Regions from separate parts of the Sus scrofa genome. Here region 1 is linked to region 2. A link is a contact called in public promoter capture Hi-C data. All regions are on one chromosome and are shown on one strand. Each heading gives the region's core, a stretch centred on a gene start, on an enhancer-like site or on the middle of the called end of the contact. The rest is flanking DNA. Distances are from core to core; before and after follow the strand shown. Region 1 holds the start of TMEM59L (transmembrane protein 59 like). Region 2 holds the start of CRTC1 (CREB-regulated transcription coactivator 1).

Region 1 (4,906 bases), core at 1,866-4,365, 59 kb after region 2:
ACCCCATCCTCCAGCTCCTAAAGTAGGGACATGATCCAGGGCAAGCCAAAAGAATCACAAGGATTAGCTGAAAGGTCATCACATGGCCAGCCAGGGCCAATCAGCTTAGTCAAAACCTTGAGAGAGGTTGTAACCTAGAGCCTCAGGCATCCACCATGCTGTGAGGAGGAAAGTGCTTGCTTGGGAATGAAGCCACCTCAAAGGACTGCAGAGTCAAGGGATAGAGGAAGACACTGAATTTCTGGATCCAACTGTCCCTGAAATTTGCTTACCTGTGGACTTGGCATCCCCTGAGCCAAGAAACAACACATCCCGCCTTCCTACCCTGACCACCCAACCACTACTCTGGTATGGCCCCTGCCAGAGCCCTCACCTGGAATACCACCACCTTCCCATTGTCAGTCTGCAGGTAGTATGTCCAGGTAGAGGAGACGAAGCCCTGAGCCGAGTTGACAAGGTCATTGCAGAGGGTGGAAAACAAGTCCAGGAGCGAGAGGGCCCCACTCGGAGCTTCCAGGACCTTTCTCTGCCAAGGGGAGGCCCAAGGCACAGAAATGTCATCAACGTAGGACATTAACCAATGGGAGGGGATCTGGGAGAAGTCACTGGGATCAAAATCCAGTAAGTGGTTTGGGGCAAAAGGACTTCATACAAAGAATCCAGACCTCAGCACTGCATTTGGCTGGCTTGGTGTGCCCTTGGGAAAGTGGATTGCCCTCTGAGCCCCAAAATGGGGTGATTCTATTCCTTCATGGGGTTGCTATGAGATTTCAAGTAGACAATGGCACAAGTGCCTAATAGGTAGTAGCTGCTCTTATTAGAAATGTTCACCATCATCATTGCTCTTATTTTGACAGCATCAGAAGAGAACTGGAATAGGAAGAAATGACAGAGCACTGTGCTTGTATGAACAGTGAAAGCCTGGAGAGGGTGAAGGAAAATGAGGGAAGAGAGGAAAGGTCTTTCTGGGGAATCCCAGCACATGGGTTTCTGGCCATGATGAAGGATTTCCTCTGCCTCGGTTTCCCCTGATGCAGTGTGGTCTAGACTCACTCCCAGACTATGACAGGTGAGCAGTTATTGTCTCTCCCTGGGGTGGAGGGGGGTGTTATGTGTGTGCTTGGGAGGCTGTTCTTCCCCGAACCTCTGTCCTGAGCCCCCCACCCCAGATGACAGAAGCTCCCTGTTCATCGCAAGGAAAATGGCCAGGAACTGGCATGAAGGTTGCTCAACAGTCAGCTCTGGTGCCACTAAACACAAGTGAGGTGAGGGGTGGTCACCACAAGTCCTGGTGGCACTGACTTTAAATCTCACCTCTGCACAGCCCTAACTGTGACCTTGGCCAGTTGCTCTGTGGGCAAGCAATGGGGGTGACACTGTCTCAGGTGCCTCCGGGTGGCACAAGGAATTTGGAACAGACCGAGGTCAGGCCTGGATCAGGACAAATGCTTGGTAAATGCTGTAAACAGTGGCTGTTATGGTGGGGGTGGGAGGAGGGAGGATTTCTCACATCATGGAGATGATGATTGAGGTTTGAGACATGATATAGCTTAATCAGAGACACCCAGTAGGCCCGGAATGGAATGGAGAGCTTGGGGGACTCCGCATATGAGTACAGATTTTGGGGGGCAGAGGAGAGGCGGGATGCGCCTGGGGCCACAGGTGGGAGGGTGCCCACCTTCTGCTCCGGCTCCAGCTCAGGCTCAGGTTCCAGCTGTGGGTTCTGGCTCCAGCAGCCCTCGCTGCAGGCCTGCTGCTCCGTCTCCTTCACATAAGCCTCCACACAGGCTGCAGGGAGCAGGAGGGGGTGACTAGGGGTGGGGGCAGCCCTTCCCAGGCCACCTCTCCCCACTCTGGCTCACCCAGCCAGCCCTCACCTGCTTCACACTCTGCTTGGGTGGCATTGGGCTTGGAGCTCCTGGCCACGAAGCGGCAGATGGAGAAGAGGCGGCAGCCTCGTTCACAAGCACTGATCAGCACGGCCCTATCATACGCATTCACATGCGGGGACTCAGTGGGGTCCTCCTCCAGCTCCTGAAAGCGGAGATGTGGGGCTTAGCCCCAGCGGGGGTGGGGAGGGGGAAGAGCAGCAGGAGATCAGCACTGGAAGCTCTTGGGGGGAGATAAAAGATTTGATGCCCCCCCAAATCTAGGGAGATTTGGGGTGAGGTTGGTGAGAAGGCTAAGAATAATAGTAGGGCCTCTTAACTCTGAGGAGGAGAGAGGGAGGGGGGCTTGGGAAGGGGAATAAACAATGGAAGTCATCATTGGGTTTGGGTAAAGGTTGGAAAATTGAGTAAGAGGGAGGGAAATTGTTCCCTCCTCCCCCAAAGGCTTCAATGAGGAGGGATTGTCAGGCCTGGGGGTGGGGGGTGCTCAGAGGAGATTTTGTCATCCTTCAGGCCTGGGAAAATTGGGATCTGACTTGGGAGGGGTACTGGTAACTGAGGGGGGTAGGGTGGAGGATGTAGAAGCTGCTTGGGTAGAGGGGGAGGAGAAGGGGACTGTCAGGCCTGAGGGAGGTGGGGGTTGGGCGCCGCGAGGGTCCTTGCGCAGCACAGTACAGCCAGAGACCGGGAGGTGGCATCCAGGCTTAGAGGGTCTTCCACAACCCCGAATTCATCAGAAGGACCCGCATCCCTAAACCCTCCCGTATCAGAGGCACCCCACTGCCCCTCCCCCCTGCAGGACCCCCAGCCACTTCGAATGAACCCCAGCCCTTCCCCCACCAGAGGGACTCATCCCCATTGGAAAACCCCTCTTCTCTGACCCCTTCCCCCTCCGAGGAACCCCTGTCTCCCGCTCCCCAAGGAGGAAACCGCATCCTTAACCCCTCCCCCATCGGAGAGATCGCGGATCCTCTCGCTGGAGCCGCATGCGCTTCACCTGAGCCGGCTGCGGACTAGGGTAGCGGTCTCGGCACCGCAGCTGGCAGCTCTGCGTGTCCCCGAGCTGCAGGGCGAAGGGGTCGCGAACAGGCGGCGCGGGGGTGGCGGGTGGAGGCTGCAGCAGCAGCAGCAGGAGCGGCATCAGTACGACCGAAGCCATGGCCAGGCCGGGCGCAAGGAACGCGGGGGACGCCGGCTCCTGGCAGGCACAGAGGATGCGGCGGCAGCGGGGATTGGGTCGCTGACGTCACCCGAGCGAGGCAGCCTGGGAAGGGGGGGTGGAGGATGCGGAGAATGGGCGCGGGAGCAGCGCTGCGGCACTGTCTGGGTGCTAGCAGGGCGAGGCAGGTGGATCGTGGCCCCTGCCGTCTGTCCCATCTCCAGAGTGTCATAACACCTCCCTCGCATCCAGGGACGAGGGGATCTCAGCCATCGCTAGGGGCCAAAAGGAAACATAGGGTGATAGGATGGGAGAGAGATCTATTCGCCAGGGGAAATCAAGGAAGGCCTCTAGGAGTAGGCGATATTAGAGCTGGCCCCGCGAGAAGGGCAATCGACGCAGAACAGCGAGGGCCCGAAGAGGGGACGAGATTGTTGGAAAAGAAAACAGCAGGGCGGTGGGGCTGGCCCGAGCCCCGCCAGAGTGGAGGTGGAGGGTCCTGAGGGTTTCAGGGCTGGATTAAAGAAGGCCTTCGGAAAGATCTGTGGCATCAACTCCTCTGATACGCAGATCGGAGAGGGGGTACCTTGTGTGCAGTTTGCCTCCTTTAGGAAGCTCTCCCAGGCCCTCCAGGGTTACCCCAGCCTCTCCTCCCACTGGCCCAGCCCTGATCCACAGACCCAAGGGATCTGGCCCCCCGAGTGGGGTTCCCTCGGCCTGGGGCTGAGTGGGAGGGGGCGCAGAAGTGGTGATAGGGACGATTGAGTGCTGTTAAAATTTCTAATTCTCGTGGGAAAACTTGGGGCAAACAGGAACACTTCTGGATTCCACAACTGCGCACTCCAAGGTGACACAGTGCAGCCCTATGAATCTGGGGTTAGGAGATTCCCCCTAGCTTCCTCTCCTGCATGCATGTTAGTAGGGGCGCCCCTTTAAGCCTGAGTCCTTGCAAAAGTGACACTCTCTCCATCGCTGGCTTGCCCTGCACAGGTGCCTGCCGCCTGCGCAACTCCCATCCACGCTCCGCCCCAGCAGACCCGTTCGGCAGCCACGCGGGGTCGGCGGGTCAGAGGGCGCCGCAGGTTCCGGACGAGGAGGAGGGGACGCGGGGGGGGGGTGCTGGCGCGCCCCCCGCCACCTCCCCTGGCCGGCCGCCGCTCTTTCATCTTAGCGGCCTCGGCCAGCCCCCACGTGGCTTAATCAGGCGCGGCTGTGCCTGGCGGACCCTGAACATCTGGATCCCCGTGCGGCCCCTCCCCCGTCCCGCCCCGCCCCTCCCGGGCTAAGCTGCCGCAACCGAGAGGGGAAGGCTTCCAGTCTGTGGTTTGCGGGAGAGCCAGGGAACCCCACATATAAACCACCGCTCGCCAGGCCTGCGCCTTGGGAAATAGCCATTGGTTTTGACCAATACTGTACCCCATTTCACAGGTGGGAAACTTAGTTCCCAGGACATCCAGGCAGAGCCAAGAATTCAAGCCCACACATGTCAATTCCAGAGCCCCGCGCACTGAAGCCTTCCACAATTACTGTTCTCATTCATTCCAAACAAAACACTTCCCAAGCATTTTCTTGCAAAAACCTTATAAGGAGGGACTGGTAGGTTGTCCTAATTTATAGATGAGGAAATTGAGGCTCAGGGTGGCAAAGGCGGCCGGCCCAGATGGCAAACAAGGGAAGCAAAAAGAGACGAGCAGACCTCTGACAAGACTGGAAGGTGGGGCGTCAGGAGAATCGGGCTTCAGAAGCTTCTCTTAAAGCGCAACAGGAAGGAAGGACACCCGCTCCCCTTTAAAAGCTAAAGGGGAAACTGAGGTTGGGGGAGTTCGGGCGCTGGTCTAGGTCGCAAGAGAGGAGTGAG
Region 2 (4,746 bases), core at 2,146-4,645:
CTGAGGCCCAGAGAGGTTTAGAACCCTGCCCAAAGTGACAACCTTCCCTGAACATCAGGCTGCCCAAGTCTGAGGACCAGAAAGGAATGCTCACTCATTCACTCCTCTACCCTGCAACTTGAAAGCAGTGTCCCCAACATCAAGCTACATCCCCTCACCCAAACTAGCCTTTGGGGTCCCTGCTTCCAGGTGATGTGACAGGATGGATTTACTCATCAGGCTCATACCCACTGTTCTTTCACATGGGAAGGCACTGCTGGAGCACCCATCACGACTGAGGACTGTGAACAGACACATATTGGTGCAAGTGGCCCTGCTCGCTCCAGGACTGGGCAATGCTGACCTGTGAAATTCCCAAGAGGAGCAGATACTGACTAGGCCACTCCCACCCACTTGCAGGTCAGGTGAAACCCTGGTGTCTACAACAGGGGGAGGCAGCACAGAAGGGTAAGCAGGAGGGGCCCCTGCATCAGGTGGGTTCACTTACCTGCCCCAGACATTGCAGATGTAGCACTTGCCACATGCATTGCCGGAACAGGCTGGAGACAAGCCTACCCATCCCGGTCTCAGGTACAGGAAAAGCCATCAGTCTGCCCAAGGTGGCCCAGCTATACTGGTGGGTGCAGAGTTTTAAACTATCTGCCCAAGCACAAAGCTCACACTCCTGCCCTTACAACGTTTCCTTCAAACTGAAGGTTTCTTGGTCTTGGCACTGCTGACATCTGGGGCCAGAACACTGCCTGTGGTGAAGGTCGTTTGTGCATGGTGGGGTATTAAGCAGCATCTCTGCTCTCTACCCACTAGACACCAGAAGCACTGCCTCCTCCCGTCCAGACAACCAAAAATGTCACTGCCAAATGTCCCCTGAGGACAGAATCACCCCCGAGAGATAACACACCTGTCAGCAAAAATCTAGTGTAAGTTCACCTCTGCCCAGGGCCCAAGTCCACTTCACCCCACCTACCCAAATCCTGATGTAAAGGCAGGCAACAGAGGGAGGAAAGAGATGGGGAGTGGTTATCAGGGTCATGAGAAATGCTTTCTGCGAATCTTAATCTTAAAAATCTTCTCTAAATCCATAAATGAATGAATGGATAAACAAATGTGCAAAGGAATATTACTCAGCTATAAAAAGGAAAGAAATTTCCTGATACATACAACATGGATGAACCTTGAAAACACTATGGTGAGTGAAAGAAGCCAGACACAAAAGGCAACATTTGTATGATTCCATTTACATAAAATGTCCTGAATAGGTAAATCCATAAAGACAGAAAAACTGGTGGTTGCCAGGGACTAGGGGAGAGGTTAATGAAAAGTGACTGCTAATGGGTTCGGAGTTTCTTTGGAGAGTGATGAAAATGTTCTGGAATTACACAGTGGTGATGGTTGCACACCCTGTAAATGTACTAAAACCCGCTGAACTATATACACTTTAAACAAGCGAATTATATGGTACTTGAATTATATCTCAATAATGTTATTTTAAAGAAATCTTTTCAACAACTCATTTCCAACCCTAAAGCAGAAACCAGACCTCCGACCATGAAGACTGCCATGAACCTAGGGTGACCCCCTGCTCCCTGTCATACCACAAACATCTGACACCTACTGCATACAACACCGCTACATGCTGAAGATGCTCTCAGAAGCCCTGACTTACAGGGGACACTCAAGTTGCACTCTTTCATTCATTCATTCATTTATTCCTTCACTCACCAACCACATCCTCAGTGAGACCAAGAGCTACTAGAGCAGGGATAGGTAGCACCTGGCCAACAACAAGCATCCGAATAATATGTGCTGAACAAATACATGGAAATGAAGATATACATTCTGGTCTTAAGGTTACGACCTCAATGAGAAACAAGCAACTAATAAAAGATAACATCACCCAAAAATCCCACCTGAGGAATCAGAGACTAAGGCTCACATCACAGAGGTAGGTCTGCCTAGGACAGTCAGATCAGAGGCCAAATTCAAAAGCCAGTGAAGTGGGTGTTTGCAGCTCCCACTCGACCCTCCCCCAAGGCACCAGGGTGCAGCACAGGGGTCCCATCACTCTGCAGGATCAGAGACTTACTGCCACCTGTGCAAAGCATGCTCCACTCCCTGACCCATGAGGAAGGGCTTGATAGACAAACTCCACAAGAGAGGACACCAAGAGCTGAAGAGCTTGGCACCTTGAGGCGGCTGCCAGACGCTAGGGCCCACAAGAAGGCCAGGTCTCCCACCCCAGCCACAAACAAGCCCCTGCTCCAGGCCTACAGCAGCTTCCAAGGTTAGGTTAGCAGGTAACCTGGCCTGCCCCTGCACATGAAATGCGCTCAGCCATCTGAGGAAGAACTAACTCTCCACCCTGGTCCTGAAGGGCCAGGGGCCATCTGTGGCCAGCTGTCTCTTGTCCATCACCTGGCCCCCACCATACAGGTTGCATGGGGAAGGGGCTCCACTCCAATCTCCAAGACTGAGCCCAATCTGCCTTCCCAATCCCCTCAGGTTCCCACAGGGGACGGCACCAGATCTTGCCCTCAGGTTTCCAAAAGGGAGAGATACATATTCCATCTCAGGTCTGCAAGGAGGGGTTCCTGTCCTTCTCCCAAGACCCAGGGTGTGAGAGCACAGGTGACAATTATGTAGGGACACTTGTCCCTTCAGGCAGCAGTGATGTGTGGGCATCTGCCACCCCTTAGATACCAATGATATGGAAGCACCTATCTCCCCTCCCAAGGTAACAGGGATGCTTGCAAGCAGCGCCAAGTTCACACATCTCAGTATCAGCCTGTCTCCCCTAGACCATGGCATAGCTCAGGGCATCTATCCACCTCAGGTAGCATTGATGTGAGAACACCTTTCCCCCCTCAGGTAACAATGATGTAGTGGCACCTGTTCCCTCCAGGTAGTAATGATGTAGAGGTCCCTGCCCCTACAAATAACAATGATATAGTAATAACCTGGTCCCCGCTTCAAGTAACAACGTTGTAGGGCCACCTGTACCCCTTCAGGTATCGATGATGTGGGGGTACCGGTCCCGCCCACGACGCCCGGAGCGTGGGGACACCTGTCCCCTCGGGCCGTGCCAAGCCCCGCCCCCGCCGCGCGGCGCCCCGCCCCCGTCCCGCGCCCCCCTTCCCGCTGCACGCGGACACGCGCCCCTTCCCTCCCTCTCCGGCCCTGAGGGGTCGGCGCGGGCAACCCCCTTACCCGTGCGGCCCGCGTCAGGCTCAGGTCCTTCATGACCTCCTCGAAAGCCGCCGTCTCCTCCGCTTGCTTCTGGTTATGCAGCGCGATCTTCTCGCTGAATTTCCGCGGATTGTTCGAAGTCGCCATCTTCTCGCCGCCGCCGCCGCCGCCGCCGCCGCCGCCGCCGCCTCCTCCTCCTCCTCCTCCTCCTCCACCACCTCCTCGCCCCCCCAATCGCGGGTGCCACCACGCAAGCGCCAGCCGGACCCGCGGGCGGCGGGCAGTGCGCAGGCGCGTCGGCGGGCGTGAGAGCGGCGCATGCGCTCGGAAGTAGCGCGCGTTGCGGGGGCGACAGCGCATGCGCGCGTCTCGGCTTTGCACTTGTGGGGGCACAGGGGAGGTGGGAGAGGGAGGGTGGGGATTTCGGCGCAGGCGCAGTGAGCCGCCTCCTGGCCCGCTGGACAGCAGCCGCCTGGCTGTTGAGAAAGGTCCGGGGACTGGCTGGAACCCCCAGTAGAGAGATTGCTGGACTCAACACCTTCCAAGTCATAAGGATGAAGCCAGCACCCACCCCAGGCAGCACTCGAGTATGAGCCTGGGCTCGGACCAGTTCATCTCGGAGACTGGTTTAGGGCGTTGCTCATCCAGGCATGCATTTATTCATTTGAGACCCTATATGTGCCAAGTATCCTGGAGAAAAGGCATGAGCAAGGCGACTTGGTCCCTGCCCTCATGGGATGCGCAGGTCGGGGAGGGGGGAAAACAACCCACCAACAAATGAACCTTTCAGATGGCGGTCAATGTAATATGAAAAATGAAACCATGGAATTCCCGTCGTGGCGCGGTGGAAACAAATTCGACAAGGAACCATGAGGTTGCGGGTTCGATCTCTGGCCTTGCTCAGTGGGTTAAGGGTCTGGCGTTGCGGTGAGCTGTGGTGTAGATTGCAGACGCGGCTTAGATCTGGCGTTGCCGTGGCTGTGGTGTAAGCCAGCGGCTACAGCTCCGATTAGACCCCTAGCCTGGGAACCTCCATATGCCGCGGGAAGCGGCCCTAGAAAAGACAAAAAAAAAAAAAATGAAATCACTGATGGGCCAGAAGAGTGATGTTGGAAAGGGAAACGCCTATGCCACCATGGTTCAGGGGATGCGATCAGTCCCCAGTCCAAAATCCCGATGTCTTTCCCTATGCTGATACCCTATCCAGTTCCTATTCTCTGGATCCTTAAGCTCAGAGAACTGGAACTACAGAGTCAGCCTCTTCTCGATGAACTTCTCCAGCCTGATCTTGCTCAAGGAAGCCGGTCTGCCATGGCGGGCTAAAGGACGGGTCCAGAAATCCCACCCAGACCAAGCTGTGAAAGGAATAGCAGAGTCTCCCCAATGACAGGAGAGTGACCTAGGGAAACCAGAGGGGTTCTGATACCTAGTTGTCCCTCCCCAACCACCAATATCAAAAGTTTAGGAGTTCCTCTTGTCGCTCAGCAGGTTAAGAACCCGACATAGAGTCCGTGAAGATGCAGGTTTGACCCCTGGCCTTGCTCAATGGGTTAAGGATCCAGC

Evidence for each region. Promoter capture Hi-C pulls out the DNA fragments that hold promoters and counts their contacts.
Region 1: a contact with region 2 is called in a promoter capture Hi-C map of fetal skeletal muscle, with 3 times the contacts expected there. The contact joins the promoter of TMEM59L here to the promoter of CRTC1 in region 2. A contact is called at or near these places in 1 of 5 promoter capture datasets (fetal skeletal muscle) and 4 of 47 Hi-C or Micro-C datasets (embryonic fibroblasts, liver, mesenteric adipose tissue and 1 more).

The regions. Positions count from the first base shown.
Region 1 is chr2:59,213,337-59,218,242 of Sscrofa11.1, forward strand. It overlaps TMEM59L (transmembrane protein 59 like), which reads right to left and starts at 3,116. Exons shown (of 8, transcript NM_001243817.1): 1 at 2,887-3,116; 2 at 1,878-2,034; 3 at 1,679-1,788; 4 at 374-526. The coding sequence starts at 3,048.
Region 2 is chr2:59,153,801-59,158,546 of Sscrofa11.1, forward strand. It overlaps CRTC1 (CREB-regulated transcription coactivator 1), which reads right to left and starts at 3,396. Exons shown (of 17, transcript XM_003123525.4): 1 at 3,205-3,396. The coding sequence starts at 3,330.